Linked DNA regions of Mus musculus: region 2 is linked to region 1. The links are chromatin contacts, called in public promoter capture Hi-C maps. All regions are on one chromosome and are shown on one strand. The core of a region is the stretch at or near the end of the contact, and the rest is flanking DNA. Distances in the headings are between cores, read along the strand shown.

Region 1 (2,894 bases), core at 226-2,725:
AACACTGAAGTATAGTTAAGTGAAGGGCTAGAGGTAAGTGACATAAAATCACATAGCATGCAAAGAACCCCTGATACACACTGTATTTACTTACAGGATCAACAAAGTCCATGTTGAGTCCATAACAGAGTTTCTGGATTCGTGATGTAATTTTGTCAAACATAACTCGCTCTTGGCGGCCATCTAAATAATCAAATCACAGTTAGCATTAGCAGTTATTAAGCGGGCAATACCAAAGAATCAAGTATATTCAGCTTTTAAAACTGTTTAAAACAATTAAGAGATTGTCTTTGGGGTCTGCAGAGACTGCTCAGTGGTTAATCATGTCTACTCGGATTAAGTCTTTGTCTATTTGGGTTAAAAGTCTTTGTCTATCGACCTATGATAGAGGAGGCAGCCCTCTGTGAGTTTGAGGCTAGACTGATCTACACAGAGTAAGTTCCAGGCCAGTCAGAGAAACCCTGTCCCAAGAACAAACAATGTAAAAAAAAAAAAAAAAAAAAAAACCTCCCCACAAAAATGCAGAGGCAGGAGAGATGATACTACACTCCCACCTCAGAAGAGACCAGAAAAATGACAGATGTTCAAAAAATGTGGTGTCCTGCCTTTTCTTTTTTTCCTTATTTCCTCCTACACCAGATCATCGACTCCGCGGTTCTTTTGTCTGTTATTTTGTTTAAGAAATGAGGAAAGACAGGCACAGGGCTATTATGAGCTATGGGTTTCAATTCTAACCTCACCAACTACTAGCTGGGGTGGAATGGGGGTGTTGGGGTGCTTTTTCGTGTCTTTGCAACCTCTTCTAAAAAAATGGAGCCAAAAGCAGCTACCTCTGAGGATGGCGGCAAGGAATAACAGTGCTCGGGAACAATCTCAGACAGGGTTGGAGGGAGTCTGGAAGGGAGCACAAAGTCAAAGTCAAAGGGAACACACAAAGGTCAAGAGAATGGGGACAGACTGAGCAGACACAGGCCCAGCTGACAGACAGGGCGGGAAGCGCGGCGGGAAGCGCGGGAAGCGGCGAGGCGCCGCGGGTCGGGCGGGTCGGGCGGGCCGGCGATAGTGACCGCTGGGCTCTCCGCAGCCGGGTCCCCTCTCCTCCTCCCCATCCCCACGGACCCCTCACCTCGCTTGATCACATGCATCGCCGCTAGAAGCTGAAGTGCTGAGAGGTTCGAGACCAGTTAGCAGCTCCGAGGCGAAGAAGGGACAGAGACGACTGTCAGATGTGAAGGGTTGGACTCCGAGAGGCTGCTCGGACGGAGGGATGGAAGCTGCGCGATAGACAGCACTTTCCTCACCAGAGCAGACTAACCGAATTACGAACTCCTTCCCGCTCCCGCCACCCGTGACGTGCAGAGCAACGCGACGGACGGAATTCGAATGACGTTCTTGACGTTTCAACGCCGGGAGTTGAATGGGCGGAAACTGAGCAGTAGACAGACAGCACACGAGTCCCTTGGCCGCCATATTGAGTGTGGGCAAAGCCCGGGAGACTGCGCTCCTTTCCACCACATTGGGTGAAAGCGGACCTGGCGGGAACGAGTTCTCCTGCCGCCATATTGGGTGTGGGCAAGCAAATCTCCCGAGTATTTTTATTTCATAACAAAAAAGTAACCAACCAGATATCCAGAACACCTTTTTCCTTTTTCCTTCTTCCTCCTCCCTTCCCCCTTCCCTACCCCTCTGACTTTTTTTTTTTTTTTTTTGCTATTTTACATTATGGACATTATGGAAACACCAAGATTTTGTTCTGGTTTGCACTAAAGCCTACAACCCGCAAATAAGAAGCAGATAGGAAGCCCGGGGCTCGTAGGTCTACACTCCTCAGTTAAAGAGTGGGGCTAGACCAAAGGTGTTTGAATTTCAGCCTTACAGAAATAGGGGTACTGTGAAACTCTTATGAAGGCCCACAGTCCATTTGCTTTTACAGTTTTGTGGATGGTAGTAGAGATAGGATCAGCAATAAGATAGTCGTCGCCACATTAATACGTGAAAACAGCCAGACATTATGCAGAGACCAAGACATCTGCGAATACTCAGTCCTAAGGGACTTCTCCATCAAATCCCTCCCCAAATGACTCAGGGGGCCCCATAGAAAAGGAGGAAGAAAGAGTGTAAGAACCTAGGGGGATGGAGGACACCGAAGAATCAAGGCCCTCTATGCTCTTATAAACTCTTGAGACTAAGGCAGCATGCCCAGGGCCTGCCTGCCTTCCAGTTTACTAGTGTTTTTTATGGGATTTTATAGTGTTCGCCTGAGTGTGCGAACAAGTGTATCTCTGATTCTTGTTCCTTCTCATGCATTCTGTCCTTCTGTTGGTTCTGTTCAACACTGATGTGCTAGTTTTCTTTCTTTTTTTTTTTTTCTTTTTTCTTTTCTTCCCTTGGAAGCCTGTTTGTTTTCTAACGAGAGACAAAACGGGGCAGGACCCAGATGGGGAGGAACTGGAAGGAGAGAAGGGAAAACATAATCAGGATATGTTATGTGAGGCGAAAAAAAAAATCCATTTTCAATAAAATGGGGGGAAAGGCTAGGTGAAAAAAAGAAAGAATAGTTAAAGTCGTACTTTAAACCTATTCAAGACAAGTATAAAAACTAATTTCGGTCATAAAACTGATCTTCATAAAATAATGTATGTGGCATTCTTTCGCTAAAACCTATCATTTGCTTCTTACACCCTCCAGAAGGGGTCCATCTCCACCCACAACTGACACATCATAGGAAATCCTACATGAAGCTAGAGGACCAGGGCTATCCAGGGGGAAAATATGATATGGAAACACAATTGATATTCAGATGTTAGGGGAATATAATATCATTTGCTAGAAATGGAGCTGGAGATCATCATAATAAGCCAAGCTTATAGAGACAAATATTGCATCTTTTTTTA
Region 2 (2,869 bases), core at 283-2,782, about 21 Mb before region 1:
GATGGGACCTAGACCCAATTACTTTTAAAATGAAGAGCTCAAATTTTATAACCAGTGGCTTACTTACATTCACACATGGTAGCATTCTTTTTAGAAAAACACACACACATATATTTTGGTGGTGTCGGATGAAGAGCCCAGGGCCTTGCACTTTGAAACTTTTCTGAACTGCTTAACAGTTAAGTGTGGTCTAACACCTGCATTCCCCACACTTGGGAAGCTCAAAAGGGGTTGTTGGGGTTGGAGGCCAGTCTGGGCTACAGAATATAACTTTTGAGTAAATATCACTAATTCTGGAATTACACCTCAGAGTGTTCACCTCAGAACATTTTTTTAAATACAAAACCAATTCCAGCACTAACTAAATCCTCAAAAATACCTTTTCTACAAGCAACCCCGTATAAATAAATAAAAGGCCAGTGGACAATTGCTATCAGCTTCAAAACGCTGCTAGATTAGCCAACAAGTTATATCTACTGCTGCTTTAACCAATAGGAAACCTTACACAGGCTTTCCTCTCCTGATGGAAAAACAAGTTAGGGAAAGGCCACAAGGCAAACACCCAACAGACTCAGGTAGCAACCCTTTTCTCTTTTCAACCCAATCCCACTGTTTAAAAAACTTTAATTAAGGAGGAGGTGGGGCCCCATTTTGAAAACCAGCCTGCTAGGTAAGACAGATCCCAGCATTCAGAAGGCCAGTTAAACTCCAAGGTCGGGTGCTGCAATCCTTGGCTATCAATGAAACTCTGTGTATGACAACGGGTAAGAATGGAGTTCAAGCCTGAAACAAGAAACTTAAAATACCAACCTTGACGCCCCCCCCTCCCCCCAATAAATATCTGCGGCCCGTGTGCCTCTTACCTTCTTTCGTCTGTGCGTTGGTGATCTGCAGATCGCTATCGGCAGCTTTCAGCTTTTCTCTCCCCATAATCTGCTTCTTTAAATCGCAGAGGGAGATATGGAGCCCATCAAAAGTGACGGTGTCGTAGTTGAGTTTAGAGGAAAATTTATAGTGCACACAGGACATTGTGGCAAAAGATTCCTAAGGTTCAGCGAGGAGACGTGGACACTCTCAATATATGTATATTTATAAACTTAAGAGCAAAATATGTACACACACAAAACACTCAAAAGACAACGAAGGACCCTAAGGCCTCAGATTAAATACCCCCCCAACCACAAGCGGGGGTCCGTGAGAACAATAATCCGGAACCCCCCGTACTCAGAATCGCTTCATGAGGGAGGAGCAAGACAGGAAAGGGGGCAATCGAGGATCCGCCAACCGGCACAATGTCACCCGGCTGGGTCCCACTCGCTCATGCTAAGGGCCGGCAGGAGACGGGGGCAGGCGGTGCAGTCAGTAGCGGTCAGTCCACACGTTAGAGTCCGAATGACCCCGCGGGGTCAGGGGTCCATAGCGGCCGCACCTCCCGGCTAGTCTCTCTCCGTGGATGGGGGTGACCCAGGCCCCGGGAGAAGGTTGCGGGGAGAGGGCCTAGGCCCGGAGTCCACGAGCGGCCTCTCGCCTCCTCCCGGCTTCCGGACGACCGGCGTCGGCGTCCCCAGGCCCAGGCCCCCACCGCACACACACCCTGGCGCCTGCTCCCCGGAGGCCACGAGCGGCCCGCGGCCTAGGCCGAGATCGCGCGGTCGGCGGAGGAGAGGCCTTCCAGCGGCCGCCCGGTTCGGCTCCGCCTCCCCCCCGCCGCCGCCTGACACAAAGCCGGTGCGGGGCCCAGCTAGGCCGCGAGGCCCTTCCTCACCACCCCGGGCCCCGGAAGGCGGCTTCGTTGGCCCCGGGGACACCACCGAGGCTGCCCGACTCTTCCTCTTGCTGCTCCTCGCGCTGCTCCCGCTCCTGTCGCCTCTGAGCCCACGACCGCGTCGGGAAGCCCGGAAACGGTCGGGCGGCGGCGAGGGCGTCGCTGGATTCCCTCTTTATTATTATTATTTTTTTTTTGTTCTGCCCCCCCAACCCCGGGCGCTCTCCGGCCCGCACCCTGCGCCGACGACACCTCCGCGCCAGGCACTATGGCGGACGCGGCCTGGCTTCGGGCGAGCGCCCCCACTCCGGGGTCTCTTAAGCAGGGACTGCACGGGCGGCGCACGCGAGGCGGGGCTTGGGCGTGCGCCGATAGGCGGGCCGGGGGCGGGGCCGTCTGCGTCACAAAGCGCACCGGCCCGCCCACGTGACCCGGCGCTTTGTGACTTGCGGCGTGGAACCTGAGGCTACGCGGAGAACAGGAGAAACTACGTGGGTCCGCAGAGAGGGGGAGGCGGACCGTCCCACCGGGCGGGTCTGGAAGGGGCGCTTAAGCGGCGGAGGCCCCAAAGTGCGGAGGGGGTGAACCGCGAATTCCACCCACGCACGAGTCTCATCACTGTGATGGCTGCTCACCAACTCCTCTCCTAACAGACTGTATACCCTGAGCTCTTCCAAAGCTGCTGGTGAGAATGGACCATCATCACCACCAGCAGCATCTTAAGAGCTGTGTCCGACTCTTACCTTGTACTAGGCACCGCGTTGACCGCTGATGTTTGCAAATTCTGGAGCCCAGTCTCCTAGGTCGGAAGTAACTCCGTTCTCCCAAAGACGCTGTCAGAGAATAAAGAATTAAATCCATGAGTATATTTCAATATTTAAGACCATGCCTGGCATATCTGTGCCTCAATACAGGGGGCCTAATAAATGTCAAATAAACAACAGCAAAAAAATATCTCCAATTTATAAGATAGAAACCTAAAGCCAACAGCCGTGCATTTTTCGAGTTTTCAAAGAAGGGAATGCTTGCTGGGTTGCAGGGTCCTCATTCCATTTTAAATTACAAAGTCCCTTAGGAGGGTTGGCATTCTTTTTCTCTTGTGGC

Evidence for each region. Promoter capture Hi-C pulls out the DNA fragments that hold promoters and counts their contacts.
Region 2: a promoter capture Hi-C map of pre-B cells shows a contact between it and region 1. The contact joins the promoter of 4930413G21Rik here to the promoter of Rrm1 in region 1. A contact is called at or near these places in 3 of 39 promoter capture datasets (frontonasal cranial neural crest, maxillary cranial neural crest and pre-B cells).

What each region holds. Positions count from the first base shown.
Region 1 is chr7:102,440,276-102,443,169 of GRCm38.p6, reverse strand. Rrm1 (ribonucleotide reductase M1) reads right to left here and starts at 1,475. Exons shown (of 19, transcript NM_009103.3): 1 at 1,127-1,475; 2 at 95-183. The coding sequence starts at 1,145.
Region 2 is chr7:122,969,122-122,971,990 of GRCm38.p6, reverse strand. It overlaps 4930413G21Rik (RIKEN cDNA 4930413G21 gene), which reads left to right and starts at 1,532. Exons shown (of 1, transcript NR_045614.1): 1 at 1,532-2,869. Rbbp6 (retinoblastoma binding protein 6, ubiquitin ligase) reads right to left here and starts at 1,427. Exons shown (of 18, transcript NM_011247.2): 1 at 864-1,427. The coding sequence starts at 1,029.